Linked DNA regions of Sus scrofa: all the other regions are linked to region 1. Evidence: chromatin contacts called from public Hi-C and HiChIP or PLAC-seq data. All regions are on one chromosome and are shown on one strand. Each heading gives the region's core, a stretch centred on a gene start, on an enhancer-like site or on the middle of the called end of the contact. The rest is flanking DNA. Distances are from core to core; before and after follow the strand shown. Region 1 holds the start of DDX41 (probable ATP-dependent RNA helicase DDX41). Region 2 holds the start of RMND5B (required for meiotic nuclear division 5 homolog B (S. cerevisiae)). Region 3 holds the start of LMAN2 (vesicular integral-membrane protein VIP36).

Region 1 (4,694 bases), core at 867-3,366:
TGGAGGCAGGGTTCACAGCCAGGTCTGTTAAAGGCCATTGTTACCTGTCCACTAAAATTCTCTAACGGCAGAGAGTAGTACATATGTATAATTGCACCAACTGAAAAAGAATCATCAAGACCAATCCCTCCATCCCCACTGACTGGACCCAAAGATGTAGCTGCTGAGCTCAGTGAGGGCAAGGATGCAACTGCACAAATGTTCCACTATCATAGTGTGGTACTGCTCCGAGCTCCCAAGTACCTGCAGGAAATTTCATTTCCTTGAAACTCTTGATGGGTGGTGGGATCCCATCACCTTCCACCAAGATGTGGTACTTCTTCCGTACACGCTCATGCCGCTCTTCAGACATGCTCAGAACATACCGGGGTGGTGTCCAACTGTGGGTGGGTGGCAAGGGTCAAGAGAGCCCCTGGACACAGCTGGTTTTAGGGTGTCCCTGCCAGTGTCCCCCAAATACGGTCCCAAGTAAGGGTTACTGACTTTCCACAGGCCAGAAAGACATACCTAGTTTTGATCGGGTCGTCGTATGTGATTCCCTTAGCCATCTCCTTCACTGACATCAAGGCTGAGAAGAGAGATGTGGCTAAGGACTGGCTACTGCTTCCCAGAGGCCAGACCCCCTTGAGATATAACATGCCTGGGGTTGGAGGAGGAGAGGCAGTCCACCTCCTCTCTGCCCCTGCCTACAACCATACCTCGACCTTCAGCTACACTCTCCAGGATCTTCTCCTCTTCCTTCAGCTGCTTCTCCTTGGCAGACTCTTTGCGGGCTGACAAAAGCAGCAGAAGGTGTCAGAAAGACACTAAAGCAATGTACCAAGCTGAGCCTCCCTCTTGTTGCCCAACTCACCTTCAGCCTTCTCTTTGAGGTGCTGGTGCTGATCCAGAAGGCTGACGTTGGACTGAGGGCCCAGCGGGATGTCGTCCTCATCTCCTCGGGGTTCGCTGCCGCTGTCCTGCTGCTCCTCTTCCGCAGCTCCCTTGCGCCTTCGCTGAAGCAGCTTCTGGAGCTGAGGTTCCACGAGCGCCTCTCAGAGCCGAGTCCAATGCAGAGTGGGGCATTGGACCCAGGGGCAGGTGTCAGGATCCTGGCTCTTGGGAGAGGATCCTGTGCCCCGAGGTGCAGAGCTGCCCCATCCCTCAGATCACGTCGCCTCACCAGTTCCCCCCTTTGCCTGGGGACCATGCTCCTGTATACTGACACCTCACTCTGCAAACCTGGGGCCATCCCCCATGCCACAGCCAAACCCTCATTCCTGCCCTCATTCGTCCCCGCGACCCAGGGCCCTGACCAGCAACTGCCGGCGCTGTCGCAGTGGTACGTAGGGTACATAATCCTCATCGTCCTCATCCTCCGCCTCGGAGCGGCTTCCTGTGGCAGTTGCCTCGTCGGTGCGAGCCCGCTGCAGATATACACGAGTCAAGGCCCAGACTCCCCGACTTCATTACCACTCGCAACCCACGCGGACCCCAGCGAGCAAAGCTCCCACCTTCCTCTCTGGTTCGGATTCCTCCATTCTTTGCTATACGCATGCGCGCCACGGCAAACCCCCGCCCCCCGCCTTTCCTATGATGCTATCCAATCAGATGTGAAGAAGCAGACGTCGGCAGCTAGCAGCGACCTGAGTGCCGGATCGCGCAGAGGGACAAACTTTCTCCTGAGTCCCTGTCTGGCGGAGCCGCATCCCAGTTCCCTGTGGGCGGCTACGCAGCTGTTGCCAGGGCTGAGAGCTAAAGCCTTAGGCAAGGCACCGTTGGACGCTGCAAAATTTGGAGCATGCGCTGAAGGCTCAAGCCGATCCTGTTTGAAGCGTGGAATCTGCTGACTCCGAAGAGGGCGGCTTGCCAGGTGCCCAGCCTCGCCTAAGGCGTGACGTTACCTGGTACACCCCCGCTAGCGGACACTGTCCTCTCGTGGCCAGGGAGCTCTGGGACCGGGCCAGCTGGGATCCCGCCCCGCTCTCTCCAGCCGCCATTAACTCTCACGGGCCACAGGGGTCAGGGTGGGGCTTGCAGAATAAATGACTCAACACATGCTGCCGCCCTGACTGGGATTCTCATCTGTGTGATACCTTATGTTCACGGTGATGAAGAATAAATGAAATACTGATGACGGTGGTTTCTGAGGGGCTGTACATGTATGTAAACGATTATTATTGTAAATGCTGTAACAGAGCTCAGACAGTGATCGGAGAACCAGAGAAGTCTTCTAGGAGAACTGGATCTGTGGAGTCTCAGAGCTGGGAGTGCAGGAGAGGAAGAGAGAGGCTTCGTGATAGAGGGTCCAGTGGGAGTGAAGTTCTGGCCATGTGCAAGTTCCTCAGGGAACAAAGAGATCACTTGGCTTGTATCAGAAGGGGATAGTCAGAGCTAAAGCTGGAAAAGTAGATCCAGAGCATGCAGGGCCGAGACTGTCAGGGTAAGTAATTTCAATTTCATTGGGGCCTTTTATTTTTATTTTCTTTTTAGGGTCGCTCCTGCAACATATGGAAGTTTTCGGGTTAGGGGCTGCAGCTGTTTGCCTACACCACAGCCACTCCACGCCATATCCAGAGCTTCCTCTGCAACCTACACCACAGCTCATAACATTGCGGATCATTAGCCTACTGGGCGGGGCCAGGGATCAAAGCCACATCCTCATGGATACTAGGTTTCTTACCACTGAGCCACAATAGGAACTATCCACTGAGGACTTTTATTTTTATTATTTATTTATTTATTTGTCTTTTTCTAGGGCCACACCCACCAGCATAAGGAGGTTCCCAGGATAGGGGTCCTCCCTGTGATACCTTATGTTCACGGTGATGAAGAATAAAGCCACACAGCCACAGCGACGCCAGATCCGAGCTGCGTCTGCGACCTACACCACAGCTCATGGGAACGCTGGATCCCCAATCCACTGAGCGAGGCCAGGGATAGAACCCAAAACCTCATGGTTCCTAGTCGGATTCTTTTCTGCTGTGCCGTGACGGGAACTCCTCACTGAGGACTTTTTAAAAGGAGCGACAGGTTAGTGCTGTTCTTTTCATAAATACTTATACATGATTTTCATATGATTTTTCATATATATGATTTTTTTCCTTTTTAGGGCCACACCTGTGGCATATGGAAGTTCCCGGGCTAGGTGTTAAACTGGAGCAGCTGCCGGCCTATGCCACAGCTTGCAACAATGAGTGATCCTTAACCCAGTGAGCAAGGCCAGGGATCAACCCAGTATCCTGACGGACCTTATGCTGGGTTCTTAACCTGTTGAGCCACAAAAGGAACTCCCCCTTCATATACTAAATATGAGTATGTGCTGGGCATTGTGCCCAGTGTCGAAGGAGATAAAAGATGAGCAAGACACAAACATGGCTTGTGAGTTTACAGATTAGGGGAGATGGAAACAGAAAACTGGTCTTGAGGTCAGGAAATCTCATAAGACACAAAAGTTACCACTTTTGGAATTAGCACAAAGGCAGTGCAAACTGATTTTCATAGTCAAAGTGGCTTTTTAGTTGTGATGTGAAGAATATGGTAGAATTCACAAAGAATTCTGAATTATCTGAGAAGGGGGGAAATAAGTGAGCTAAAACCAGGAGACCTGAAGGTGCTAGGCATAGCTGGGGACAGAGGTCATTAGGTGTGGCTGGAGTGTGCCAGAGGCAGAGGCCAGGCTTGGAGGGCCATGAATGACACTGACGGAAGTCTTTCTCTGTAGGTAAAGTGGCTGGCTGCTTGAGTAGACCTGCACTGTAATTATGAAGCAGAATTTTATTTATTTAGGGCTGCACCTGTAGCATATGTAAGTTCCCAGGCTAGGGGTCGAATCAGAGCTGTAGCTGCCAGCCTACACCACAGCCACAGCCACATGGGATCTAGCCCACTTCTGAAACCTGCACTGCAGCTCAGGGCAATGCCAGATCCTTAGCCCATTGAGCAGGGCCAGGGATTGAACCCAAGTCCTCATAGATGCTAACTGGGTTTGTTACCTCTGAGCCACAATGGGAACTCTGATGAAGCAGAATTTTAGACAGCTGTGACAATTCAACTGCAGGACAGGAGCCTGGTGCAAGAGTTGAAGGGAGAGAGGAACACAGGTAGTAAGTATACAGAGAAAGGTTTCAGAGGGAAGTGTCCACACTTCCTTGGGGATTAGGAAAGGCCAGGGAACCAGGAATTGTGAGCCTCTGGTCAATGCTGTTTCACCTCTTTAGAAGAGGAAGCTGGTACTGCCAGTCTTGGGTGGGGGCAGTTGGTGGGAGGGGGGGGGACCTCAACCTAGGGGGTAGGAGGGAGTGGTTTCTGATCTGGTCCCAACACTTCACAAAGGGTTCTTAGTGACTCTGTGGCCACTGCCACTGTTGCTCCCCACAGAAGCTCAAATTATGAGTTGGTTTTAGTAGATAAAAATGACACTGGAGGCAAGGATTTGGGATTCAAAGGCATTTGAATGTGTGTGAGGCATTTCTAGCAAGTCTGTCATATTAAAACCTGAATTCACAAAGCAGATCCATGGTGGGGAGGGAGAGATGAGGTAGTTTGCACTACAGGAGACATAATTATTCTCCTAACCCTCAAGTACCAAGTACTTAGGCTACATGGTCCATTCCCATTGGAAAGTCAGATCCAATTTATAAGAAAATACATTTACCACCAACTTCCCCTGAAGACACCAACTGTCCAGGCTATAGGTGCATGTGGAGCCCACA
Region 2 (4,694 bases), core at 562-3,061, 190 kb after region 1:
CCCCAAGTCACCCAATTCCAACAAGGAAATACTGACAAATCAGAAAACGTGCACCCTGAAAAGTAACCAAAGCACGATGTAAGAGGAGCCACATACTGGGGGAAAAATGACACAGAGGTGAAAAAGCCTGATGTGTGAGCTGGGCTTCTAAGTTCTGGTTCTCACCCGTTGTGGCTGAGAGGCAGGCCAGGGCTCTCCCAGAGGAAGTGGTGAAGCCTGAGGCGTTCGCGGAGGGTTGTGAGGTCCTGCTGGCTTGGACGCAGCCTCAGCAGTCTCAGCCTCGGACTCGTGGCCCCAGGCAAGATTCACTCAGCCTTCCGCCCCCACGACTCTAGCCTGGGCCAGGACCACCCAGGCTCACCGTGCAGAGCAGACCCGCCTCTCCAGGATGCTGCGACGCTCACGCGGGCTCCAGGAGGTGCTGTGCACCGCCCTCTTCATTGCGTGTTTCGTCAGGTTTTGGAGCCGCAGTTTCCTCATTCATAAGTGGAGGATACTGGTCACTTCAGACTATTTCTGCACACCTACTGTGTTCCAAGCACATATGTTGGAGAATGTTGGAGATATAACAGCGATGATTAGAAAGTCCTGGCCTGGATGGAGCTTTTATCCTAAAAGAGGGTGTGTGTGTGTGTGTGTGTGTGTGTAGGGGGGTGGGGTGTTAGGGGCAGGAAGAACAAGAATAAGCAAATATACGCTCAAGATAATTTAAAGTTAAATGTTATAAAGAAAACAGGACTGGATTGTGCAAGTGCTATAGAGAAAACAAACCAAGATTGTGCAAGCGTGTTTTATGGGAGTGGGGAGGAGGCGTGGAGGGTTAGAGGGTAAAATGCCCTGGAATGAATCTGGTCTAAAAGAGAGCAGGAAGTTATGGAAAATGAGACCGAGTCTTTTCTCTTGCGCTCTTTCTAGTCCAAGTCCCTTAAGTCTGAGGAGGAGGTGGGAAACTTCTCTGCCTTTTCCCTGCAGAGGAAGGGGACCTGGGAGGGGGAATTCAGTCTTGGCCTGCGTTTGGGATCACTGCTTCCTCTCTCCTCCTTCCCAATCCTTATTTCTCCCTCCTTAGGGCAATTGTGCAACCCGTCTCCCCCCCAACTCCAAAAGGAGGGCGACCGATGGAGGGCAGCAGAGCAGGGGGTCGGTCTCTCACAGTAGAATTTAATTCTGTTGAACGCCCAGAGTATTAAGTCCGGGCTTAGAGGAGCAGCAGGGATAGGGCAGAAAAGAGGAACTTTTCTTTTAAACATCATTTGATATTTCAAAAAGAGAATCAAGGCGCTGTCGCGGGAAAGCCTAACCGTTGGATCGCTTACAGGCATTGTGTTGTTCAGTACTGTCTTTAATTTATTTTTTTATATTTTATTTTTTCCTGCTGTACAGCATGGGGATCAAGTTACTCTTACATGTACACATTTTCCCCCCCACCCTTTGTTCTATTGCAATATGAGTATCTAGACATAGTTCTCAAATGTCTTTATTTTAAACGAAGTTGGAGGGCGGGGAGGGGGGGGAGGCACAGTCATTTCTGGTTTAAGACTTCTGAACGAGGCGCCGCAGTGCGCACACCCGCTGGCCAGCAAGTGGGTCGCTCGGATTCCTTCCCGCTGAAGGGAAGGTTCGGGGCTCTGCCGGCGGCCCCGAGGGCCCAGGGGAGCACCTGCGCAGCGTCCCGACTTCGGGAGGTGAGGCAGCCAGCTGCCGCGGGGATCCTGCGGGCGACTCCAACCTTGGCACGCGGGAGGGGGAGGCTTGGCCACCCCTCCTTGAAGCCGCGAGTGGGCGAGTCCGGAGCTGCGGAGCAACGGCCAGTAGCTTCCGGTTCCGATGGCAGCGGCTCGGCGCCGGAAGCCAGGGCCAAGGCTGCGGGACCAGGTGAGAGGCCGCGAGCTTCCGGGAGGGGAGGTGCGACTAGAGGGCAGGGCGCGCCGGGACCACGGACTCGGGCGCTGGGGGCCCGTGTTTCGCTAGACTCCCAGCCTCCGGGTCTTCTCTGAAGCCCCGCGAATAAGCCCCCCGACCAGTCCTCTTTGCCCTTGTTTTCTCCACAGACGTCGGCCCAGGCTGGGAGTTGGACCCTCACAAACTCAGAACCTTCGAGGAGCCACCCTTGCTGGGGGAGTCGCTCGAACTCAGACGTCCCAATCTAGTGCGACCCGGCGGGGTCGGAGGTAACCCGTTACGGACGTGGGAGCCAGGCAGGGCATTCGACTAAGGTCTTTTGAAGGATGAGTAGGAGTTTGCCAGCAATTTGCATGTTCACGCAGGTGAAACTCCCAGTGGTGGCTGACGTCCAGAAAAACGGTGGGCTTTTACCTCGCTCCAGTTTTGGTTAATGACAAAAAATGTGACAAAAAAAAAAAAAAAAAAAGGTGTGCAATGAGAATAAGGAACAGGGTGAATTGATAGAGCGACAGGTGTGGGGTGGGGCAGAGGGGGCAGCATTAGATACTGTGGTCTAGGAGAGCGTCTCTGGAGAAATGACGTTTGCGTTTGAGACTCTGATAAGGAACTAGCCACAGGAAGATCTGGGAGTAGAGTGTTCCAGGCAGAGGGAACAGCCAGTGCAAAAGCTCTGAGGTAGACATAAACTGATGTTCAAGAAATAGAAGGAAGGAGTTCCCGTCGTGGCGCAGTGGTTAACGAATCCGACTAGGAACCATGAGGTTGTGGGTTCGATCCCTGGCCTTGCTCAGTGGGTTAAGGATCCGGCGTTGCCATGAGCGATGGTGTGGGTCGAAGACGCAGCTCGGATCCCGCGTGGCTGTGGCTGGTGGCTACAGCTCCAATTAGACCCCTAGCCTGGGAACCTCCATATGCCACGGATGCGGCCCTAAAAAAGGCAAAAAGACAAAGAAAAGAAATGGAAGGAAGGCTAGTGTGGTTGGAATATGGCCATTGAGGGGGAGAATGGTAGGAGCAGAGAGAGAGATTTTGGGCATAAAAAGGGTGGTGGAGTTCCTTGGTGGCTCAGTGGTTTAAGGATCCAGTGTTGTCACTGGTGCAGATTCAATCCCTGGCCTGGGAACTTCTGCATGCCTTGGGCGTGGCCAAAAAAGAAAAAAAGAAGGGTTTTTATTCTAAGTACAGTGGGAATCTATTGGGTTTTAAACAGAGGAGTGATGTGTAGGGTGAAAATGGATAAAGGTGGGGGTGCAAAAGATGAAGGGTTGGGCCAGCAGAGGCTGTTCAGTTCAGTGTCAGACAACGGGGACCTTTCTGTAATGTGTGCACATTTCCCTTCTTCCTCCCTGGCACCAGAAAGGGCCCTCTTGTTTTAGGATACTGAACACTGGAGACAAAACCCATATGCCTGCCTTGGTGGGGATTTTAATATTTCTTCCTGCCTAACCCTGGCAGGTTTGAGCTCAGGCCCCCTAGTTAGGAAGTGGATGCACCCATTGTGGACCAGGGCACTGAAGGGAGAGAGGATGAGATTGGATTCCAGCCCTGAGCAGTCTAGTGTGGGGAGGTGGACGAGCGAGTAGGCATGCTGCAGTGCTGGGAACTCAGATGTGTGTGGAATGGACACCCTCAACAAAGGTTTTGTTTGTGAAGCAGAAGAGGAGGCAGGGAGATTCGTTGAGGAGCTGATGATAAAACTGCATCTTGTGTTCTCCGTGCAGGAAAGTGTTGAGGGCGCTCTGAACAGCTTGTGCGAAGGAAGTGAAAGTGCAGTTGCAAAGGGCTTGTATGTGGTGATGGGATCTGATGTGTTGTTTTGGAAGGGTCACCCTGGTAGGTGATTTCTGTCCAAGTGAAACCTTAGGGAGGTGGGCTTAGGACAGTGGAATTGAACTTCCCTGGATTAATCCTGAAGACAAACTCATACACTCCTCTATCCTTGTGCCTGGTGAAGATGACTGACTGATTAAGGCAGAATGCTTCACCTTGGACACTCTGAATTGGCCTCTTAATCTTTTCAGGTGAAATAACTGCAAGCAGTTCTGCTTTCCCATCTTGTTTATTTTATTTACAATTTTTTTTTATTGAGGTAATCACACTTCTCAGTTCACGATACATTTAACTGGTCCCTGCAGGGCCTTTTTCTCCTTTGCATTTATTTACTTATTCTCTTTTACCCGCATTCCTCCCTTCTCCCTGCACTGTAGCAAACCACTCTGATGTGTTCAGCATATATCCTTTTTTTTGCTTGTGTCCTTGGTTGTATGCATATATTTTTAATCTCTATAAATGGTATTCTGCCTGGGCTTCATTTTGTTTCTTTTTTTTCCCTTCAGTACTATGTTTTGGGATCTTTTTGATGTTGCTGTGAGTATATCTGGAACCTGATTTCTTTCCTTCTTTCTTTTTTTTTTTTTTTTTTTTGTCTTTTTTTGCTATTTCTTGGGCCGCTCCCATGGCATATGGAGGTTCCCAGGCTAGGGGTCAAATTGGAGCTGCAGCCACCGGCCTACGCCAGAGCCACAGCAACGCTGGATCCGAGCCACGTCTGCAGCCTATACCACAGCTCACGGCAACACTGTATCGTTAACCCACTGAGCAAGGGCAGGGATCGAACCCGCAACCTCGTGGTACCTAGTCGGATTCGTTAACCACTGCGCCACGATGGGAACTCCTGGAACCTGATTTCTTAGTGCTACTCAGGTTTCCATAGATGCATCCCCCACATTTTACTTCCTTGACTTATGGTTTCCTCCAGTGATGGGGCCCCTAGGTTGTTTCCTACTCCC
Region 3 (4,694 bases), core at 1,326-3,825, 160 kb before region 1:
AAAGGAATGAAGTACGGGGGGAAAGGATAAATTAAGAATTTGGGAGTAACATATAGACACTAGTATATATAAAACAGATAAACAACAAAGACCTACTATATAGCCAAGGGAACTATACTCGATATTTTGTAATTACATATATGGGGAAAGAATCTGAAAAAGATTTATATATATATACATGAATCACTTTGCTGTACACCTGAAACTAAACACAAGACTATAAAACAACTATACTTCGATAAATAAATAAATAACACAGGGCGGGGAATCTCTGGGCAGAAAATTCTAAGCATTCCAAGCAATTTCAGGAATTACAGGAAACACTCCAACCCTTTGAGGAATACCTGCAGGGCCTAATAAAAAAGGTCCCTGAAGCTGAAAAAAGAGGTGGGGGAAGAAAGACAGGACAAGTATATTCCAGACTATGAAAATTTGATGAAGGCAAGGTGCAGAATTCTCTCAGCCCTGTGACACTGCCAACCACCAACTACCTCCTAGAATCAATTTCTAACAGTTCTGGCACTCTTTGTACCTCATTTAAAAAAAAAAAAATTCTAATGCTACGCTGAACTCACTTCCTTGAAAAATACAAGGATACATTATCATTTTAAAATGTTATCCAAAAGCCCTATGTCAGAATAACATAACAGAATGTGACTCGGGGGAAATAAGGTAGTTATTGACATACTCTGAGTGGGTGGCTCTAAAGCTAAGTCTTAACAGATGAGAAGGAACCAAGCGGGCATGAAGAGCCCGGAGGCAGTGTTCCAGATGGAGGGAACAAGTGCAAAGGTCCTGAGGCAAGAAGGCAGCCAGAGAAGCTAGAACAAAATTAAGAGTGAATGACCAGAGATGCCAAGCACCAGGGGCCAGGCTGTACATGCATAACGTACGTTTATCTCTTCACGGGAGACCCCAGGCTCTGTGGATCAGAGTTAAAGCCCGGATGCCCCTAGCAGGAAGGCAAGGAGATAACAGGCAGATAAAGCAACACAAGGACAGCATGGACTCTCAGAACTAAATGGGGAAGTCATCCAGAAGGGACCAAAGAGCAGAGTGATGGAGAAAACTAGGACAGCGGCCAAGAGCTTAGGGATCAAGCAGGCTGGGGAGGAGTAGGCTTTGCCCCAAATCATTCCCCTTTCACCCCTTTCCAGAACTTCCTCCGTGTGGAGTCTGCACAGCAGCTGATTTTGGCCACTGCCCATGTATGACACACCAGAGACAACTGAGGCTCCCTAACCTCTACGCCAAAGGTCACAGAAACTAAAACTGTCCACAAGTTCAGCCCCTACATTACTATTGTTGACTAGATCCTCAATCAAACACTGGGGAAGGGGACTGAGTCTGCAACTATTTCTAAGGGGCTCCTCCTTTGTCCGGGCTAGGGTCAGGCGTAGCAAGCGAATTGCTGGGCTTGGACATGAGACAGATCAGAATTTAACTGTTGTAGAGCCTCCTTGCCTGCCCGCTTGCATCTCTCACAATTTTAATAAATCCATTTCTTGCCCATTTAAAAAAAAAAAAAAGAATTTAACTGTTTATGTTATTGGCTGTCTGTGTTAGCTTTGCATAAAACTACAACAACCATCTGTATCAGTTTGTTTATGAGAATTAAAAGCAATAAGGTATGTTAAAGTCAGTGCCTAACACACACAAAACACCCAATAAAGACCCTATTTGTTCCATTTATCCCACTAATGAGAGGGTTCAGTTCAGACAGCCAATAGCTCTACTACTTACTGGCTATGTGACTTCGTGGAAGGCACTTTCAAGAGTGTTAAGTTCTTAATCAGTAAAATGGAGATAACATCAGTTACTTCACAGGCTTTTGAAAGAATGAACAGAGAAGGGTGTATAAAGTGTCAAGCCCAGCTCTTGACACATGGTAACTCTAGAAGTCATTACCTGTTATTACTGGCAGGTGTGATCAAGATGGAGAAGGCGGCGGGCCTTCAAACCAAGCTCAGGTCTGGGCTGCTGAAGACTGTCTGTAGTGACTTACTTAATGGTCTACCCAGCCTCTTGGGAGCCACTCACCAGGTGGTTCCAAATAGAGCCTTCTTTGCTGCGCTCGTCAGGGGTCAGACGCAGGTACTGGCTAGTGAGTATGGTGCTGCCTTGGAAGTCCCAGAAGAGCGTGGAGCTGGAACCGACCCCTGTGGGCAGAGACATGGGCACACACAGGCCAGGCCAGGCCGAGATTTGCCAGAGACAGGAAACTCACAAAGATGCCCTGACCAGAAGAAAGGCACCCGTTCCCCAACTCTACCCGGCCTCGCCCTCACCCTGCACTCATTCCCGCCCCAGGCCTCACCTTGGTAGGGCTTAATAAGCGAATGCTCCCGCTTAAGGTGCTCGCTGTTGCCGTCAGTTATATCCGCAGTCACTGGCCCCAGCAACAGTAGAAAGAGTAAACGTGTAATGGGGCCAGGGCCGGGGCCGGGAAGCCCAGGCCTCCCCGGGCACCGCCGGCCCCAGCCCCAGAGCCAAAACCAGCCTGCCGCCGCCGCCGCCGCCATTCCCCTTTCCTCTCGGGCACTTCCGTCCTAGGACTTCCGCCTTCCGGGTGTTCCATCTAATGGCCTCCGGCCGGAAGCGCTCCAACCCTAGCTTTATCTGGGAGTTTCTAGCAAAAACAAAGCCTCGCTGCCGAGGGAATGGGGTCTTTATTTGCTGATCAGACCTCTATTCTAGTAGAGTGCCTTGGCGGCTGCGAGGCGCCTGTCAGCCAGACTCAGGAATGGGTTTTAACGGGCGAAAAGAACAGCAACCAATCATGGAACAGCACGTTCGGCTTGTGTGCCAACCTGGAGCAGAGGGAAGATTTGCGAGCAGCGCTAGGGTCGTCTGTGGAACGGGGCATGCTGGGACTTGTAGTTTTTCTAGGCCTCTCGTGCAGGCTGGGTAGAAATCTACAAAGCTCTTGGTCTCTGGCCACTGGTCTGATCCCTAGAGTAACCTTTTCCAGTCCGAGGAGAAAGGAATTCTGAATTGAAGGCGGAGGCCTGAATTCCAACTCCCGCGCCACCTGGAACTCATTGGGTGATCCCAGGCGAGCCTTTAGCCATCTCTGGCTTCACCCACCCTAGCTCCACACCTTTAGCAACTTAGAATTCTGTTATTAGATGGCGTCCACTCCTTCCAGTTCCTCAGGCCCAGTTGGGTTTCATCAGAAGGGGCAGACCTGAATCCTTTCCCAGTGATGACTGGGACCCGTTAATATCTAAATGATTGCTGTGCCTGCCTGCTGCAACAAGAAGCATCCAGGAAAGCCGACTGTGGATCAAAGGTGGACAACTGGTGGCCCACAGCCAAATACAGCTCTTGCTGATGGTGTTTCAATAAGGACATAACTACTGTTATTTTAAATCAGGAGACAAATACACATTAAAAATCCAAATTTCCAGCTTCTAAGGAAAAATCGTAAGACCCGACCACACCAAGCTCATAGAGCTGCCCTCATAAAAATTCCTTCCTTTTCTAAACTAATCTCCATTCTGGCCGCTAATTTACAGCACCTGCCTGGCCCCTCTAGCCCGTTGAGTTAATGACCCCTGTTATAGAGCACAGGGTGGTTTAGTTGGTTGCTTGCTCCTTTTGAATGAATGAACTTATTCAAGATTAAGTGCTGAGACATCTTTTTTAAATTAGCTACAAAATTAGCTATATATGTGTGTGTGTCATATAGCTATGTTTGTTATGTCTAAATATCTATAGATATAACAAAATTCCTCTTCCAAGGGGTACACCCTTCCAGAGATTTATCTGTGTCTCTGCAAAGACCTGGGCATTCCACAAGGCCTCCAAGAGGCTGCAGTGTTTTTGGCCACACCCACAGCATATGGAAGTTCCCAGAGCAGGGATTGAATCCAGGCCACAGCTGTGACCTATGGCAACACTAGATCCTTAACCCACTGTGTCAAGGCAAGGATCGAACCCATACCTCAGTAGCCGCCACAGAGACAATGCCAGGTCCTTAATCCTCTGTGCCACAGTGGGAACTCCAAGGCTGCGATTTTTGTCAGCTATTGTCACTAATGATTCCCTAGCATCTAGCAAAGCATCTAGCTTTGCTAGCATCTAGCATCCTAGGCCTACTTGGCACATAGAAGGTGATTTTTTTTCCTTTTTTGGGGAGCGAGCACTCCTCGGCATATGGAGTTCCTGGGCCAGGGATCAGATCTGAGCCGCAGTTGCGGCCTGAGCTGCAACAACGCTGGATCCTTAACCCACTGTGCCGAGGTGGGGATTGAACCTGTGTCCTAGCATGCCCAAGACAACACCTATCCCATTGCACCACAGTGGGAACTCCTAGCAGATGATTAATAAGTAATTGGTGAAGGAATGAATATTTGTTCTAGAACCTGGAAAAGGGTCATGATGAGTAAGTAGGAGTTTAGTAGAGAGGGGAGAGGCTTCCTGAGCAAAGGGAACAGGAAATGCGAAGGCCAGGAGGGACCCCTGAAAGCATAAGGAATACAAGCGGTTTGGAATGGCTGAGGAGTCACTGGGGGGAGTTTGGCTGAGGCCAGAATTCAAAGAGGCTTCAATTCCCCGCTAAGGAGCATGGCCTTTTCCCCAGAAGGCAGTGGGATGGCTTTAAGCATGGGACTGACCAACCTGGGTTTCTCTGGTGAGAGGAGACTAGAGGGAAGAAACAGGTAAGGAGACAATGGAGGTGTTATGACCAC

Evidence for each region. A called contact is a pair of places that touch in the nucleus more often than the background predicts. HiChIP or PLAC-seq counts read pairs in DNA pulled down with a chosen protein or histone mark.
Region 2: a Hi-C map of heart right ventricle shows a contact between it and region 1, with 2.5 times the contacts expected there. The contact joins the promoter of RMND5B here to the promoter of DDX41 in region 1. A contact is called at or near these places in 1 of 47 Hi-C or Micro-C datasets (heart right ventricle) and 1 of 2 datasets of contacts at active chromatin or transcription factors (alveolar macrophages).
Region 3: a contact with region 1 is called in an H3K27ac HiChIP or PLAC-seq map of alveolar macrophages. The contact joins the promoter of LMAN2 here to the promoter of DDX41 in region 1. A contact is called at or near these places in 2 of 47 Hi-C or Micro-C datasets (heart right ventricle and skeletal muscle) and 1 of 2 datasets of contacts at active chromatin or transcription factors (alveolar macrophages).

Annotation. Positions count from the first base shown.
Region 1 is chr2:80,430,487-80,435,180 of Sscrofa11.1, reverse strand. DDX41 (probable ATP-dependent RNA helicase DDX41) reads right to left here and starts at 2,116. Exons shown (of 20, transcript XM_021084371.1): 1 at 1,494-2,116; 2 at 1,296-1,406; 3 at 854-1,013; 4 at 699-773; 5 at 508-568; 6 at 244-380. The coding sequence starts at 1,520.
Region 2 is chr2:80,244,181-80,248,874 of Sscrofa11.1, reverse strand. It overlaps RMND5B (required for meiotic nuclear division 5 homolog B (S. cerevisiae)), which reads left to right and starts at 1,811. Exons shown (of 11, transcript NM_001243800.1): 1 at 1,811-1,875; 2 at 2,052-2,171.
Region 3 is chr2:80,593,169-80,597,862 of Sscrofa11.1, reverse strand. It overlaps LMAN2 (vesicular integral-membrane protein VIP36), which reads right to left and starts at 2,575. Exons shown (of 8, transcript XM_013994865.2): 1 at 2,318-2,575; 2 at 2,041-2,159. The coding sequence starts at 2,522.